2 separate regions of the Bombyx mori genome follow, and region 1 is linked to region 2. The links are chromatin contacts, called in public Hi-C maps. All regions are on one chromosome and are shown on one strand. Each heading gives the region's core, a stretch centred on a gene start, on an enhancer-like site or on the middle of the called end of the contact. The rest is flanking DNA. Distances are from core to core; before and after follow the strand shown.

Region 1 (2,700 bases), core at 170-2,669, 180 kb after region 2:
CTCAGACAGGTACACATTGTCTGAATTCAATTCTGGGCTGACATATTGATCATCTTCCTCAATCTAAATAATTTATAAGAATCATCATAATATCTATCAAAATATAACAACATTTAAGGTAGTGGAACTATTCTTACACAACAGCATAAACAATAGTATCACTGACACTGATAGAAAACATTATTAGGAAACAAAGGCCTTATATTAAGTGTGAGTTTTTAGGAATTACCTTCACCTCCTATTCATTTTAATAGATCATCATTATAAGATATGTTCTCAGAGCACACAGCCACACAGGTTTACCAAGTTTACCAATTAATAAGATTGCTAAATGACAAGTTAGTAACACTTGCTTATGTGTTGAACTATGTTGGTAACTTTGGTTCTCTAGAAAAGGACTTCCTATCCTTTAGAGAGACACCAAGTATAACTTGTTCCTTAGCTTGCTAAATGGCTTTAAGCATTCAGACCTGCCTTGCTATGAATGCTTATGGCTCTGTATGTTGTAATAGGAAGGAGTCACTTCACTGTAACCTAATGGTTGCTGAGAATTGAGATATCTTATATGAGTGAGATATCTTATATCTTATATGAGTCAAAGAGATGATCTATGAGATTTATTATTACTATGTTATTAAATGTTCCTAATTTAAGTTTGGATATTCCATTTTATAGGTCATAAGAGTAAAAGGCAGTAAAATGTCAATTTAAGAAATATTAAGTATGCTAAAATTGACATATTTATCTTTATGATAAGATTAAAAACCGTAGTTTTACGACTAGATATTTTTTTTTTAAATATCTAGGTTTTAAAATGTAGGTCATTTAACCTAAAAAAATAACGTTTATACTTAGGTTTTACTAACCTCCACAGTTGCCTCATCATTTTGGTCGACTTCGTTTGCATTTGTTAGCCTGGTATTGCCGAAAAATGCCAACAATATACTAAATAGAAATAACTTGCGGCTTATTTCAGCCATCTAAAAAAAATTAAATTTAATGTTCGCACACGTTATTCAGCACGATAGAATGATAATTAGTGAAAAGTACAAAGCTCTCAATAACTCGGTAATTATATAAGTGGACTTAATTTAATTAAGAATAGGACAGCACCGCTCGGTTAATCAAATATTGTACTGCGGCGAACTGAATACCAATTTCTGATCGGTGTGTAGTTAGTTATGCACAGCGGATAAAGGATATCCTCATTAAAAGACAAATGTTTTTTTAATATACTATGTGAACATACCTTCGTTTGAGCCTGATACAAAACAAACACTCGTTTATTGATTAGTCTATTAGAATCACTAATATGAATGAAATCGACTGCATAAATTTTTATTTTATTCCTCTAAAAATTTTAGCCAATCAAAAACAAACAGTTGTCAAAGCAACGATCGAGAATTTTCCGATGCGTTCAGAAAAAGAGAAATGTAAAATGATCGACTATCCACTTAAGAAATTTTGCACTCAGATTATGATCATTCTCTGGAGATATTCAAATATGATCACAGGATCACACAATCACTTTCTCTTTTAATATCTGAAATTATAACAATATGTTACTTGAATTCTGTCTCTTATTGGCATTGACCTATTGACGTTTTTTATTTTTGGTACGGTATACTTTGAAAGCTAGGTTTCTAGCTTACTAAGCTTCGATCAATAATAGGAATACAAATAAATATACCATTATGTCTAGTTTTGGATATTTTCCCTACATGAAACGAAACATTTATAAAAACACTAAGCAGACATTCCAAAATAAAATTACGAGAGATTCTTGTTCAACAAAACATATTGGCCACCGTAGAATAATCGAAAATTCAATGCCAATAAAGTGCAATTTGTATGAGGCATCACTAAATATAACTTTTTTAATAAAATTGCAGCTAAATAAATTATTTTCAAAACCTGTCTATCGTACTTAATAGTAAAATGAATTTCCGAAAATAAAAACTGCTAAAGGTTGATCAGCTCAAGTTCGGTCAACAGTAGATTGCACCAATTTGTTCCATAGTTCGAAAAAATGATATTTTAAATTTAACGGCAAAGTTACGATCGTATCAGAGATTTATTTTCTAAAAACAAAAACAGGTGTTTAAGGTGCATCTAAGGTTATTAATTAATTTTCGTCAGTATTCTAAATGTTCCTCATGAAAACAAGCTAGGGAAAAGAAATGTACATTGAAAATCAAGAGGTTTCGATATAACATTCTGTTTGTTCTGATGTAATTTCCTTGTAACAAAAACAAATTGTCAGAACATTTTCAACCAGTTTTAAGTAAGTAAGAGACCGAGAGACAGAGAAGATATATCCTTATACATGTCTCTCTCAGTCTCATGCGTGGATAATGCCCTCGCGCTCTTATCCACAGAGGTATTAAATTGAATTTAGGAGATGATTGGCCCCTTGGATCGGTCTATCTTTTTGTAAGAGGTTTTAAAATAGTTGTCTGGTGGACATAAGTAAAAATCAGCTTTCAGAATATACGTGAAGTTAGGTAATTATTTTGGGAGCTTTAAAGCGTCTGCAAAGCAATTCGGCCGACGGAAAGTGTCTGGGAGTACTGGCGACTTATTTTTAATGATATTGCTTATAATATACGTAAAAATCAGCTTTCAGAATTTACGTGAAGTACGTAATGATTTTATGTACCTTGATTACCTGATACCTGAAAATTGGCCGTCTAACCAAGC
Region 2 (2,700 bases), core at 137-2,636:
ACTATTACTGGTGGTAGGACCTCTTGTGAGTCCGCGCGGGTGGGTACCACCACCCTGCCTATTTCTGCCGTGAAGCAGTAATGCGTTTCGGTTTGAAGGGTGGGGCAGCCGTTGTAACTATACTTGAGACCTTAGAACTTGTATCTCAAGGTGGGTGGCGCATTTACGTTGTGGATGTCTATGGGCTCCAGTAACCACTTGACACCAGGTGGGCTGTGAGCTCGTCCACCCATCTCAGCAATAAAAAATAAAAAAAACAAACTCAAATGCATTTCAGACTAAGTCTCATAAGATATTCTGTAGTTTCCTTAATATAATAATAATAATTTTAAGGTTCCCAAACACATTGTATTTTTTGTGTTTTTTTGGTATTTAACCTCTTTAAGCAGTGTAACTAAAAATCTCTAAATCAATTCAATGTAGCTAGACAATTTATCTTGGTAATTAGAATAACTAAATAAAAATCAATATTTTACAGGATTTACAGTACTAAAATAAAATTTAAATATCAATTGTAGAAAACCTCACTGCCTAGTACCTATTAAGTCACCTAATATTGCCACCCTGCCTATTTCTGCTGTGAAGCATGCTAACATATTGAGGACTGAAAGGTGGGACTCAAGGTGAATAGTGGCAATCGCACATTCACATAATGATGTCTATGGGCTACAGTAACCCTTTAACCTTCTACACCTATTTAGGCAATTAAAATAATAACAACGTTTAAGTAACTTACACAAGTTTAAGTAACTTTTATTGTTTAACTTCTATGCAGACAGCACACTATGTATTAAAACATTTTGTTATATACTTTTTCTTTTTTAACATGTGTTATAGATGTCATCATAAAACTTAACATATGCTTTTAAAGCACTACTGTAATTTTTTGTAGTTTTTTTTTCGGAGCTAATGAATAAATAATTAAAAGTAATATACAAATAATAGCTTACCCAAGTCTCCTCTTACTTTCTTCGGGTGATAGTTGATCGAAAGTTTTGGCCTGGTCCTCTCCCAAAAAGGCGTCATGATCAAACTGCTTGTTATGATGCTCATTGCGATAATGTTCAGCATCAGACAGATGATCCATCAACCTCTTCGTCTCTTCATTCGTTGGGACTCCCGCGAACACCATCGAAATTGCCAATAGCACAAAGAAAGACCTCAACATTTTGGCCTAATTATTAAAAACATGCGTTGAACAAAAAATACCGGCGGCAAAAAATATCTTCGTAAAGTAGACTAAATAAATCGAAGTTTTTCAATCAGAATTTAAATTAAGACCCCGGGTTGAAATATGAAGGAAGTTCTATGAGTTTTTTTTTATAAAACTGCTTACTACTTGGAAACCGCCACGTCAACAGAGCCACGTAAACTTCCTGAATCCCAGAGACTTAAAATCAAATTGGAGCGGAAACACTGGAACACGGGAAAATATTGTATGTAGTGAGTGAGTGATGCTAAAGATAAAGATGATGGGGCTGGTGAAATATGTCAAAACATCGATTCACCTCTTTCAAATCGATTTTAAGGTGAAATTTCCAAAGTGTTGAATGGGCTACTATGTGGCAATTAAAAATACTAAGATATATCTATTTTTTTTATTTTATCAAAAGTACATTTTCTATGTAAAAATAATGCAAGAACATTTCACAAATATTTGATATCAAAAGGATTTAGAAAAAATTTGTAGTTTAGTAAAGCAAATGCTTATGGTGCGTACTCTGCCTACCAACCCTTGAATTACTTAATGCTTACATAAAATTCCACATATTATATATTTCCAAAATGTTATCAACATTTTAATAACCCTAAAATTGTGGATTTTATTTTTCGGACTTCACGATGTTTTTGACAAAGATATCATGTTCATGTTTTTTTTTTCGTTGTAAGCTGACTAACAAACGGCGCACCTGATAGAAGATAGTGATAGTTGTTCATGGAAATCAAGAATAACATGAGTTCAAGAAAACCAAGGTAAACCTGCTGAGGACTCTCGTTAAGCATTATTGAAATCTTCGCAGCCTAACGGATGTTAATGACAATCAAACACGCAAACATTTTTATTTGCGTAACTACTGGTGGTAGGACGTCTTGTGAGCTCGCACGAGTAGTTACCACCATCCTGCCTAATTCTGCGGTGAAGCAGAAATGCATTTCGGTTTGAACGGTACAGCCGTTGTACTGTAAAACTGAGACTTAGAACTCATGTCTCAAAGTGGGTGATGGTATTTACGTTGTTGATGTCTATGGGCTTTGATTACTATTTAACACCAGGGGGACCGTGAGCTCATCCACTCAAAGTGGGGTGGTTCCTAGCGAAAAGACCTTTAAAAGGGCTCTGGGGATGAATTGATTGGATCCAGATAATAAGTTCTGATGACAGGTGTGATAGTTAAAAGAGATAAAGAATTCATGTCGAACAACACACACAGAAACGAAGTCCCTCCGTTGGACAAAGAGGACCCGACAAACCGCAAGGACAGGCGGCGTTCTTTAATTTTTATGTTTTGTATTGCATTCGTGACCGCCGTTCACCAGTCTTATCGATTCATCGAAACATTAGCATTGAAAAGTTTAGACACCCGACATCTCTAGATAGAATTTTCGTTCAGAAACACGAACTAATCTAAAACTCTACAAGGAAAAACTTTAAGAACATTTTACTTCTATCAGTATGCCAAAACTTTTTTATTTTATTCT

What was found. A called contact is a pair of places that touch in the nucleus more often than the background predicts.
Region 1: a Hi-C map of whole pupa shows a contact between it and region 2, with 2.2 times the contacts expected there. The contact joins the promoter of LOC101736274 here to the promoter of scf in region 2. A contact is called at or near these places in 5 of 7 Hi-C or Micro-C datasets (middle silk gland, midgut, posterior silk gland and 1 more).

What each region holds. Positions count from the first base shown.
Region 1 is chr13:16,246,638-16,249,337 of ASM3026992v2, forward strand. LOC101736274 (calnexin) reads right to left here and starts at 1,420. Exons shown (of 13, transcript XM_004927686.4): 1 at 1,250-1,420; 2 at 867-980; 3 at 1-63. The coding sequence starts at 980.
Region 2 is chr13:16,070,315-16,073,014 of ASM3026992v2, forward strand. scf (DNA supercoiling factor) reads right to left here and starts at 1,387. Exons shown (of 6, transcript NM_001043872.1): 1 at 951-1,387. The coding sequence starts at 1,168.